Linked DNA regions of Anser cygnoides: region 2 is linked to region 1. Evidence: chromatin contacts called from public Hi-C data. All regions are on one chromosome and are shown on one strand. Each heading gives the region's core, a stretch centred on a gene start, on an enhancer-like site or on the middle of the called end of the contact. The rest is flanking DNA. Distances are from core to core; before and after follow the strand shown.

Region 1 (6,805 bases), core at 4,135-6,634:
TGGGGAAAAAAGCTATACAATTGACCAAAACTAATCAACATGCCTTAGCTCCTTGTATTAGGAACGGTCTGGATAACTACTTCCAACCAACTTGGTACATCGAGTAGCAAACAGTAATTGGATCTTGCAGATGAATTTTCAAAATTAAGTTCTCCGTCACTTCAAAGAGTCAGTCTCAAACAAGTAGTAGCTCACACCTGGCCATCAGAAGGGATGCCTAACTGAAAGGCCAACACAAGTGTCCATTCTACGGAGCAGATACTTCATAGACACGGAAGGAGCTACAGAGTTTACAAGTGTCAGAGTGCAGCTGTGTTTATAAGAAATACGTAAGCCAAGTTTACAACTTAAAGCAGTGAGGATGAGAAAAACCCTACAGGTACATAGAACGCAAACTGGAACATCCCAAGAGGGCTCCTGATTATACTGGAAATGCTTTGATATTAAGAGAGAGAACAAGGTTCCCAAACCAAAGCGCAAATGGCAAATGAAGCCTCAAGATGAAAAACAATCATAATAATAAACAGAGCAAGAAAAATATTGATCTGTTCAGCTATGTAAAATTTGTAGGCTAACTTCTAATCCCCCTCCTCCCTGGAAAGGAATCCAGCTTAACAGCAGCGCAACTCCTTACTGAGCATAAACAGAGCCTCAGCTACACTGCAGCATCGTCACCTTGTGAGTAGGTAGCTTGGCACAGAAAAATTGTCTGTCAAACTAAAAGCTCTAACAGGAAAAGAGTTGGTGGAAAAATTGGCTAAGCATTCCTTCATCTTCAGTAACTCTACTTTCTGAAGCTCATTCAGTATTGAAAACAGGAGGACTCTTTCATGAAGACTACGCTTTGGGAAGCTCTGCCTCTTCTCACGTATTTCAAAATGCTTCAAATCCTTCACCAGGAAGGTTCACTTCAGTCTTTGCTACAGCTTGAACTGAAGCAGTCATTCATACAGGAAAGAACCAATGTCAAAACTTTAAGCCAAAGCTCAATGTATCGTGCTTCAGAAACATAAGCAGCTATAGCAGCGGATAAACACAGCTTTTCTACAATATACAGCTACCCTTCAGCCGCTGTCACAAACTGAGATTTTAATAAAGATGGGAGATTTGGAAACAACAACTGCTAGGGAGACGATAGGATCATAAACAATAGATGTGTTCTTCAGAGCAGATCAACAGCTGTGATCACCACAGCACCAGATGTAAAAGATGCCATTCAGCAAAAAGCAAAAGCTCCCCACTACAGCTTTGTTTTGTTCAGCAGAGATCCACAGTCCTGAAACCAAGGCACTTCCTGCGATGCCTACAAAATGAATGGGAGCCCTTCAAGGCAACTGAACAGACCTATCCGGGAAGAGGCAGCCTGTGGGTGGGCCACAGGAATCCAGACACTACGCTGTGCATCAAAGAACAGGTCTGAATACATAACAAACACCATTCTTTAAATCAGAATTTCAAATCAACACAGAGAATGAAAGGAAAAAAATACAGTCTACCAAAACAAGAATGAAACTCCCTATCAGCACAGTGATCCACATGCAACCATGAGGCCTAATTCATGAAAATTTTGGCATGCTTAGCTCAGCACCTCTGGGGGGGAGCAGGAGGGAGGGAGGGGGAGAGAGAAAGAGAATCAGACCACAACTTATTTAAATAGTGTCTAATGTTTCCCTGGGAAAAGAGTGGAGAAAAAAGCTTAAGACGTAAAAAAAAAAAAAAGTAACCAGTTTGGTTGATGTATTCGGAGAGATACTTTTATACTGAAATGACAAGGAAGACTTAAGAACTTGAATGGAAAAACTGTCTTAAGCCTCACGTAAAAGCATTTCAGACTGGAAATGTACTTCAGAATTGCTGATCTTCCTTTGAGAGAAGCCCACAATGAAATAACTAAATTACTCATTTTAAATTGTGAATGATTATTTTTGTTTTCAAAAAGAAATAGACAAATATTGACTCAGATACTGTAAATATTGCAGAAAAGACCATTTTTCAGGAATGAGTGGGTTTAGAACAGGACACACACAGCTTGAAACACCAGACCAGAGGAAGGAGAGCTTTCCATTAGTGGAGCAAAATGGAAAAGAGTCCAGAAACTGTTTAAGAGAATAAGACAAAGGCTTGTCTGGGAGGTGTAGTGGAGCAGGGGAAACAAGGCACCGTAAGAATACATAAGCCTTCAAACCAAGTACAAGGGGGCTACTTCTGGTTAAACAGATTTATTTATTGCCTCTTAAAAAAAAAAGAGCTCGAAAATATTTCTAATTATTTACTACAAAAAAAAAAAATCACCTTTCTTAATTCCTGCACCCTTGGGGGAGAAAAACCTACACTTGTTCGAGCTTACTTAGCTCTTTACTCCTCCAGCCCTGCTGTTATTTGTTTTATGTGGGCTGAGCTCTTCAACTGACCCGAGCATGGGAGTTTCAGTCAGACTGACATTTCCTCGCGCAATCTGTCACATCTTAATCCACAGGAGAGTTACACATTGGATAAAGGGCAACGCAAATCTACCAATGAACACGGTGAATATAATCCCTTAGTGAGGGGGCTCAGCTGTGTTTCAGTCCTCTCCTGAAAAATCCTACTGTGCCCCAAGCTACGCTTACTGTGCATCATTCAACAGCCAAAATGCAATGACGCTGACCAGCGGAACAATTCGCCGACTGCTACTAAGGATTACTGCACATCTATTTGACTGCAGCAGTTGAGGGACTTGCTTTATGAGTTTGGAGCTGTAGCCTAACAAATTATTTCGTTTATACGCAAAATACCAGGTGGTCAATACCGCTACCAGTTTCTATCGGGTGCACTAAGAACAGTTCCAAAAACAACAGCACAGCCAGAGATTGCCTTCTTTAAAACACCACCACCACATCATCGTGACTGTAGCGAGCCCCACTTGAAAACAGTCATTCCAGGGCTGGAAGCAGTTCCCATCTATGGCCCGGGTCGCTGAGCCTCACTTACCAGCTACAGGCTCATGCCAGACCGCTGCTCAGACAGAGCACGTCCCGCTGCTGGAGAGTTATTTCAACGTACGTGTGTTCTCGGTCAGCGAGCGATCACCCGTGCACAGACAGCAAGGTTGAGGGAGGCAACAAAACCGCCGGAGTTCAAATTGTTTTAGGGAAGCATGCCACTGAAACGCTCCTGGGTTTGGTTCATCTTCCTGATACCAGTCCCTGTAGCAGGTAACCTCACTCCCACTTCTCTCGGCTCACCGTATCCACGCTCCCCTACAGCCCCACGTTCACACGGGGCTCTTCACTCACACGCACCCCATTTCAGAGAGTCGCTTGCAGGACATGCAGCTACATAACCACACCCCGCACCGACACCATGGGAAACGCTCGGGCGCCCCGCAGCCTTACCAGGAGGGCTGTGAAGGGATTTCGGGCGAGACCTGCGTGCGCGGGCTCGTCCGGCCGCGCAGCAGTTTGCCTCCCAGCACACCTCCCAGGGCAGGTAGGGCTTCCAGAGCACCCGACCGCGACCAGGTTGGCAGACGAATCCCTCGGCGTGCTCTTCCAGCGATACACACCGCTATGACTAAGAGATTGTTTTTAATAAACCGAGGACGACGGGGTTGAAACGTGCCAATCCCTGCTGGAAAGGGATCGATACCGTGTCCATTACTGATCCTCCAGCGGCACTTAATGGGTGCAAATACTGGAAAACAACATAGCCCTTGATCTGGGCAGGGGCTTTAGCTGACTGTAGAAGGAAACGTTAATTAAGCAACGTTTCTAGACAAATAGCTCGATGTCTTTCAGGAACAAGCCCAGAAGCGTACGGGTTCCCCATTTTCCACGCCCGCCCCACCACGACACCCCCGAGCCCCGCAACACCCAGGCACCGGGTAATGGCCGCGCCCCCCCCCCCCCCCCCCCCCCCCCCCCCCCCCCCAACCGCTGCGGGAGGGGGCGGCAAACACAGAAATAAACGCACGCCAATAAACCGCCCGCCCGCCCCCGGCCCCTGCTCACCTGCGGCGGCGGCGGAGGGGGCGGGGCCGGGCCGGGCCGGGCCGGGCCGGAGCCGCCTGCGGGGGGCGGGGGGCGGGGGGCGGGGGGGGAGGGGGCGAGCGCCCGCGCCGGGCGGTGAGGGCTCGGCCCTAATTTGCCGCCGCCGCCGCCATGATGGAGGGGCGGGGGCCGCGCGTCACGGCGCGCGCGTCCTCTGCGGCGTGGGGGCGGCTGCGCGGCCGCGTCATGCGCCGGGGGGGGGGAATGACGCAGCGGCACGGGGCCGGGCCGGGGGGGGGGGCGGCACCCTGCGTTACTGCGCTGCGGGCGGCTACGCGGGTGGGAGCTAGGGGTTTGGGCTCGCGGAGAGGAAAGTTACGGGTTTTTGTGTAAGGCGTGCTTCATGCCGAGGGGAAGCGGGCTCGTGAGAAATTGAGGAAGCAGAAATAAGCCGGGGGAAGCGTGGATGTGGCACGCAGGACGCGTGACGCTGGTGTGTAAAGCACAGTGCGGTTTGCTCCGGTGAATGTGCCCGCAGAACGCAAACAGAAGCGTCCAGCCAGTCAGGGTCAACGTGTACTATTTATTACAGGTTACAGAGGTTGCTTTAAAACTTGTCATAAAGTGAACAACAGAAGCAGTAACGAAACCCAGATGAATCAGCACATCGTGTGGAAATGGTCCTGAGTCGTTCTCGATCGGAAAATGGCAGGAGGCGATAATACAGAGGCTGTGACCCCCCCAGCGTACTGTACTGAAACTGGTGCTGCAGTCGCTAACCCTACAAGTGCGCCCAGCCCCAGAGGCCCATCACACCGCTTCCCATAAAACACCCCAAAGCCCCTGACCTCCCGCCCCACTCGGTAACCCAGTCCCACCCCTCACGAGGGCTCGCTGTGGCCTTGGGGTTTTCTCTTTGTGCTCGTTAATCCTACACCGCATCTCAGGCACACGTGAAAGGACAGTTTTGTTTTACGCTGCCAGTCCAAACCTGAAAAATGTGAGATTTCATAAATACTATTTCCCAACTTTATACAGCTGGCGGCTGAAAGTGACCTTGAGATACCGAAGCCTCCTATGATGAGCCTAAAGCATTGCAAAAAAAATAAAAAAAAACACACACACACAAAACTTTAGGGTTTTCTAAGCACGCTTCTCTCAGTGTTTAATTTGACTTGAGAAAGTAAATTAATTTTTTCTCGGAAGTAGCTCGTTTTTTAACGGAAGCACGGTAAATATTTCTGTTCCGCCGGCCACGACGCGCCCCCAAGCCGGGAGCGGGGCAGGGCGTCCCGCACCCACCACAAGATGGCGACCGGGAGCCGGCGCGACATGGCAGCGCACCGCCGCAAGCCCCGCCCCTCCCCGTGACGCCGGCGGGCTCCGGGGCTCCGATTGGCCTGGCGGGGCGGAGCGGGCGGGGCGGGGCGACGCGGCGGTGGCAGCCGTGACCCGAACCGGATTCGATTCGATTCGATTCGATTCGGTTCCCGTTGGCCGCCGGCTCCCCGCAGCCCCGCCGGCTCCCCGCCGCCCGCCGCCGCCGCCATGGCGCTCAGCGATGCCGACGTCCAGAAGCAGGTGGGGGCCTGGGGGGCTGCTGGGGGCGGGGGGACGGGGTTCGGGCCCAGCTCCGAAACGGGGGTGGGGGGAGAGGTTTTACACGGGGATCTCGGTGGGAAAGGGGGGTGATGAAGAAAGTGGTTTTTATTTTATTTTTCCTTGGTGGGGTTGGTTGGCCGTCCACTGATAAACTTCAACTGAAGCCTTTTGAGGGTGTGTTGTTGCCAGATCATGACGAGAGGGCACGTGAGTGATCATCTGTACCATCCGCAGTGCTTAACTGTGCTTCCAGGCAGATAAATGCACTACCCTGCATACATACCGTCCCGGATATTTCTCTTTAAGGCTTTTTCACCTTTTCTACACATCTATCCTAAACCAAATTAGCTGTCACTTAGCCCTTTTGTGTGGCCTTCAGCTCTCAGATGCCTATTTCAGTTCCATGTCCCAAGCAGAGCAGTGCAAAGCAGCTCCTGTGATGGAAACTTCCAGGGCTGAAGGCTGGCTGTGGACGCTTCCCCCTGGGTGAGGGCACTCTGTCCTTATTGACAGTAAACAGGGCCCCTGCCTAAAAAACTGCTCCTAGCCAGGCTGAAGACGGCGTGCGCTGTTAAAGGCTGCACGGATCCAGTCGGTGCTGGCCAGCGGGGCTCCTGCAGGTGACAGGCAGATCTGCCGAGTTCTACGTGTCCTTTGCATCAGAAGTGCGTCGTGTCTCACTTTCTCATTCAGTAAACATAGTCTCTTGGCAAGGAAGCATCACATTGAAAGTAAAATCGGTAGGTCATCTATCTCCAAAAGGAGAATTGTGGCGTTACATTCCCTTGCATTTTATTTGCAAAGCTTGCTGCTTGTATTTTTTTACTTCCTCTCCCATGAAGATTATAAAAATAAAGGTGACTTGCTGTGGTCTTGCTCAGCTGCTGTGGGTGTGAACTTCAAAGGTTATTTCAGGATCTGTGGATACACTAAACACCCAGTGCCAATAGAATTTCACACCTGCAACTTGCCTGTCGTTCTGCACTATTGAACCTGGGGTGATCCTGTTGACTGGAAAAGAGAATGCAGCTGATAGCACCACAGTTCTACATGTGCATAAATCCTGGTATGAACCTACCAGATGATCCTCTGAAATCTTAACTACTGATCATGGTGCTTTCAGTAATTTTCACATTGAAAATCAACCCTGCTTATCAATCTTAGATTTACTTGCTTTCTTCCGTCAACAGTGTTTAATTGATTGTTACATCTAATATCTTTAGGTCTGGAAGCCT
Region 2 (6,126 bases), core at 3,206-5,705, 250 kb before region 1:
GAATATTCCCCTAATTACTGGTAATCCACTGCCTTTCACAGTCACGCTTCCAGGAACGTGATTTCAGTTGTTCAGTGAACTGCCTGGTATTTGCAAGGATGGAACCTTCTTCCAAAACATCTCAGGGAGCATGCTTCCTAACCGTTCACACAACTCTCACTCAAGAGCTACATCCAAATGAGCGCCTTAATCAGTTATAGATTATGGAAGGTGTGGCTTTACCCTAGAGTTGGACTGGTGCTTAACAGACAAGAAAATGTCAGAGATACTTGGCGTGGTTTCAAAATTCATATACCACCGTTCCCCGTCTGAAGAAAGGAAGGTACTGCTACACGGGAGTTCACAGGTAGTCATCTCCATCAGGACACAGATCTCAACAGTCCTTGAAGAGCCTCATGAAGTCCTCGAGACAAGCTGACACTTCCGCAGCAGCAGAGAAAAACATGTTCTGCGGTGGAATACACTTAATCTGAATTGGAGGCCTATGGATTGGAGACAATACAGCTGCCCAAGCCTGTCGGAAGAGCTGGACCAGTTTGCAAAGGAACGGCAATGATGTGGGAGAAGCTGTGGAACAAAACACAAAGCAAGACAGTTTTACCTTTTATAATGAAAGGCCAAGAAATACCAAACATACTGAGAAAGAACTAATCCAACTAGAGTTAATGGAAACCTAGACATCTTATTTCCTCCTGCTCAGTTCAGTACTTGGTCCTTCACCCCAGGCACTACTCCCATCCCTGGCAAGGTTTCTTCAGTATTTTCCAGTGGACTATCTGCAGAATAGCCACGGAGTGCCCACCACCCAGCAGAAGGAGTGTCTCCAGCCAAAGAAAACACCCACCCCCTCCACGCCCCAGCAGCCAGATCTATGTCATGGGACCAGCCCGTTCTTCAGTGACAGCTCCAGCCACCGCTTGCAAGGCTCCAGCACAAGCAGCTCAAAAGCATGACTACACTGCTGCCCTGGGCAAGTCTCCGCTTTCCTGGCAGGACAGCCCTAGGAGGCAATCAATCTTCCAAGAGACATTCACCTCGTAGCACCTCAAGGTGGCAGAGGCTGAGTCTAGGACAGCCCAGCCTGCCTCTCGCAGCCAGTGCCTCAGCTGTTGGAAAGAACTGAGGATGGAATAACGGTTAACAGAAAACGGACTCTGGTAGAGCTGCATCTTTCTAGATGGATTGCAACTGGAAGCGTTTGAATCAAGCCCAAATAATAAGTGCCTAGCCAGTTTTTGTGTCTCCCAAAGATGAAACATTCATACAGACCAAATCTATTAAAATCAACAATTTTCTTCTGTAACCATTAAGGGATTAAAAAAAAAAAAAGGAAATCTTAATACCGTACCCGGATCTAATCTCACTACCACAAGGTACAGCAGAAAAGTAGCCAAAAGCATCTTTTTGTAAGGAAGTAAATAGAAGTGGCTTGACATGGACCTGAGTGTTCTTCGTAGCAATGTCAACATGGTTAAGAGTTTTTGGGACAGAGCACCTAGAAAATGAGAACAGAGAAGCTGTTACGGTAAAGTTAAAAAAAAATCATACAGGTACTAGGAAATTAATATAAATAAGGTAAGACTATTCATATTTTAGTTGGCCTGAGATGTTTTTGTGGTTTTAGTGTTTTTTGTTGTTGTTTTTTTGTTTTGTTTGTTTTTATCATTATTATTATTATTATTTTAGTGGTTTTAAAAAGGGAACAGAGAAACAGTACAACTTTATGATACAATTCTCCATACATTTTTTAAGCCATCAACTTATACCACAGTAGTTGCAGCTTCTCTCCTGGGAGATAAAGTGATTTACAGTGCTGGAGAAGCAGAGCTTTAAATGCCAGATGTGGATTCTTCAACATGGACTCAACTTCTACTGCAGAAGTAGTAGAGAATACAAAAAGCCAACAAAGTGCCTTTACAGGATGGCTAGTTAGATTTGTTTTCCTTGGCGCAGCTTTTTTTCTGCATTTTTTTTTATCTATAATAAATTTATTACTAAGCATTTTAGAACCTGGAAAATAATTCTCATCTCTGAGCATTGGTTAGACTAAATAGGTTTTTTAATTGTCAGCAAACATAATTGTCTTCCATTTCCTTCAGTGATACCGAGCAGGACTTCGTCATGGCTGGTATGGCCTGGCATCATTATTAATACACACTTAATTCTCACTACCCTTTGTTAGGGAGGGATGAACAGGACTGGGTAGGTACTACTGCAAATCAGTTAGAGCCAGATGTGAAGAGTCATTGCACAACTGTATGTGAACTGAAGCCACTCACTCATTTAAGGACGTGTTCCGTAAGATGGCTTCGGTTGCCATCTCACTGGTAAAAGGACACCACCGCTATATAACCATACTTAAGGAAGAAAAAGCAATGGAACGGCTGGTAAGAGATTACATTGCTTCTTTCCAAAGCCACTGCTCTGACTCTGGTTTCAGACAGCAGCAAATGAGATGGCTTCAATGATCACAGGGCCTGCAAAAGCTTTTACTTTTGGAACTCACTTCTCTTAATGTGCCAGTGAGAGTTTGCGGTCTGTACACACTGCAAAGTCCTGAGTGCTTGTGAAAGCCATCTCACCAACAGCTCTATGGCACAAACAGATTTTCTGGAATAGACCATCACAGACTATAAGGAAGAGGGCAGACAGTTCATAGGTACTGACACAGAATGCACAGATGTTGATGACCAATCATAGTCCAGATTGAACTATTCTGGTAATCTTTAAGATATGTGTATCTCTAAAACTTTAAATAAATTAAAAATAATAATAATAAAAAAGGAGTACAAACATGAGGGAAAGCCTACCCAAAACAGTCTCTGTTGCTTTGTCTTGCTCCTCTTTGTCAGTTGAGTGCATCTCTTCCTGTTGAGTCCACTGACATTGGCATTCACAAATGGACTTGAGAAATGCTAGCTTCTGCTCACTGTTTAAAACATCACAGCTGTCTACAAGCTCTTCTGCCCCCTTAAATTGGCCAAGTGGAAGCAACACACGCAACAGATAGAGCTCCAGCAATGAACCATACTCAGGAAGGCTCTTATTGCTTAGGTCTCTCAGCCAGCTACTGCCAACCTCCAGCATCACCTGGGGCTCTCCCACTTTGCTATACAACAGGATACTGCAACACAAGAAAGAAATAATAGAAAACAGTAGCATTGTAAAAGTTGAGATTGCTTGCAGTTACTACCCAGAAGTAGCTATGGTCACGGCATGTAGCAAGGTTTGCACTTGAGGTACAGAGACACTTCCCAGGGGAGCAGTTCTCTCTCAGAATCACCCCTTTTGTACTTCATCCCCTTCAAGCTGCCAGCTGGCATGCTCCAGCACACACTGGCCCAGACGTTCCCAATGGCAGCGAGAGCAGGCTCACTACGTGTAGCACTTGATTACAAACCCGGAGTTAAAAAAAAAAAAAAAAAGATTCTGCAAAAGAAACAAACTCAGTTTATTTTATTGTTTTTCTTTGTGAGAACAGGTCCCATGTTTCACTTTCATCCTTGCAACCTGCAAGGTGAAAACATCACACAATATTCAAGTCTGGCCCACTCTTAACTAACACAGGCCCTCTGCACGCGGCAGCCACAGACCCACACTCACCACAGCTCCAGGATTTTTGGAGGCAGACGTTCAGGGACGTGGTAATACCGCAAGAGCCATGACAGAACTTCTCTCCACCGGTTCATCTCAGCCAGAGCCTGAATGCCCACGACACAGAGGGAGCACTTCACTTCTGCAGAACTGGTAACGAAGACAGACATGTAAGTGCTTCTTATAACCAAATTTCCCATTGCATCCCTTCTTACGAGCTACTTTGGCTAGCACTGTATGGTTCTGTACCAGCAGTTTGCCCCTCCCTTCCCACTCCTCCACCTCTTCTCCCCCTCAAAAAGGGGAGTTCGATAGCCCTGTGTGCACCCAGTCTGTACCTCTAGGACCATGCAGGGAAGGTTTCTATGTATGTTTGAGGGATGACAGGCATGCAGAGTCTTTTATACAAAAGACTGCGTTTACTAAACGCAGAAAGCCCCTAAACCCGCGGACCACCCTCATGAGCAGCCCCGGACACCCCGGCGGGCAGGCCCGCAGTTACTCCCGCGTCCCGGAGCCGCTCCCCTCGCACCTCTCGGGGCCGGTGTCCGGGCCGGGGCCAGGGCCGGGGCCGGGGCCGGGCCCCAGGCTGCCGCAGCCCGCCTCACACCGCTCCAGGGCGGCGGCGAAGTCGCGGTGCAGCACCAGCAGGTCGGCCGCCTCCTCCAGCAGCGAGGCGGCCTGGGCCGGCAGCGGGGACCAGCAGGCGGGCGGCACACCGCTCATGGCGGCGGCGGGCGGGCTGCCGCTGCCGCCCTGACCGAGCCTCGCCGCCCGTCCGCACCCAGATCCGGCTCCAGCGCCGCCACCACCGCCCCCCCGAGCCCCCCCTCGGGTGGGACGGACACGGGGAGCCGCCCGGGCACCCAGGGGCCGCCCTCTCCCCCTGGGAGGCCGGCAGAAGGCGGCCGCCACCGCCCCCCGGCGGCGCGAGGGGTGCCCCGGCGGCCATCTTCTGTGCCGCCCGCCGGGAAATGTAGTTCCTGTCAGCCTTGGGTCGCGTCGTGGCGAGGGGCGGTTTCTGACAAAATTCTGGCTAGAGAGCGACCCAAGGGTTGTTTATCGGGGCCGCTCGTTCAGCAGCACCCTGGAGATAGGTGCTGCCCCAAGAGAGGACCGCCGTGCCACAAGCATGTGCCTACATGCGACAGCTTTATTTGGGGTCAGGGCACGTCTCTGGCTTTGTCTCGGTGCTAAGCGTTAAAGGGGTTAAACCAAGTGAAGGGGAAGCCCTTCTCACTCGCCTGGCTGCCAAAGGGAGAACGACTAAACCCAAAGAGCAACCCTCCACCTCGGTGCCGTAAGCAGCAGGGGGTCAAGGTGCCCCGCGAAGGTCACCGCTTTGTCCCCTCAGCGGCCGCAAGGCGTCACCAGCAGCACAAGCATTGCCGCCTGCCTTATTCAAGCGTTTTCAGGTGCTGCTTTGGAGCAAGGCGATAAAGTTGTGGTCCTGTGGTTTTCCTCAGCATAAACAGCCAGCGGGAGAAGGGCTTTGGAGTGCCTGGTAGTGGGGGAGCGCTCCCTGTGTGCTCCCGCACATGGCTCCCTCTGAAGCTCGGCTTTGCCAGCGGGATCCTGTGTTGGACAGGCATGTGCCTTCCTCTCCTCGGGTTATAGAATCATTAAGGTTGGGAAAGACCTTCAAGATCATCTGGTCCAACCATCACCCTACTACCATGTCCCTGAGCACCACGTCCAACCTTTCCTTGAACACCCCCAGGAATGGTTATGCTCCTCTGGCATCTTTTCTTCAGCTACCCAGCGCCCGCTGCTTTAAGCAAATTAAACTATTAAATGGAGTTGGGTAATCGTAACAGTATCTCCATCAGTACCCTACAGGCAACAATATAAAATGTTTCACATTCTTCTTTAACTGGTATTTTAAAACAATAGGGTGTCTTGGTTGCAAAATAATTATTGCACTCTGTGAAAACTCTCTTCAGAAATGAATCTCTACAGAAGAGGCAGGATTTATTATACTGTTTTGAAATGCTGATCCCCTACTATAATTATTTAATTAAATAAATCAAAGTTACTAATGCAAAAGAGTGCAAAAGAGTGAAGCACAGTTTTTAAAGGAAGTTTCCATGCCATTTCAGTGCTGGATATGGGGAACAAAGTGTGGGGAGAATCCATAAAAATTGGTACTAGCTCTGTAAGTGGCTGCTTACAGGTGGCAGGACCGAGTGCTGGCACCTCACAGTGATGGGACGAGTGCTCTGCAGCAGCAGCAGCTTTCGCAAGGCGGTGCGTGCTTGTGTGCTGTGCTACGAGCTGTGGAAGAGGACCCAGACAAATTCAGCCCATTTGAGCCACAGCACATAAACGTTGCAGAAGGCAGGGCTGAGCAGTTAAGCAAAGGCGGGGATAAAGGCCTTTCGGGCTTCTGTTACTGTTGCTTGGCTCCTGCAATTTGGAAAACAACATTCCTTTTTGGGAACTACAAGTCCCAAAGTGCACTGTGGGAAGACTCTGGCTTGTACCAGCTAGTGCCCAGCACAAATTCCCAAATATGGATAAGGAATCAATTTT

Evidence for each region. Hi-C and Micro-C count contacts between places; a contact is called where the count stands out from the background.
Region 2: a Hi-C map of liver shows a contact between it and region 1, with 9 times the contacts expected there. The contact joins the promoter of PEX26 here to the promoter of ATP6V1E1 in region 1. A contact is called at or near these places in 2 of 7 Hi-C or Micro-C datasets (both in liver).

What each region holds. Positions count from the first base shown.
Region 1 is chr1:67,005,456-67,012,260 of Taihu_goose_T2T_genome, reverse strand. It overlaps ATP6V1E1 (ATPase H+ transporting V1 subunit E1), which reads left to right and starts at 5,384. Exons shown (of 9, transcript XM_048080632.2): 1 at 5,384-5,549. The coding sequence starts at 5,517. It overlaps BCL2L13 (BCL2 like 13), which reads right to left and starts at 4,116. Exons shown (of 7, transcript XM_066998911.1): 1 at 3,990-4,116.
Region 2 is chr1:67,258,301-67,264,426 of Taihu_goose_T2T_genome, reverse strand. It overlaps PEX26 (peroxisomal biogenesis factor 26), which reads right to left and starts at 4,455. Exons shown (of 5, transcript XM_013173167.3): 1 at 4,127-4,455; 2 at 3,604-3,744; 3 at 2,811-3,124; 4 at 1,349-1,495; 5 at 1-567. The coding sequence starts at 4,320. The coding sequence ends at 374.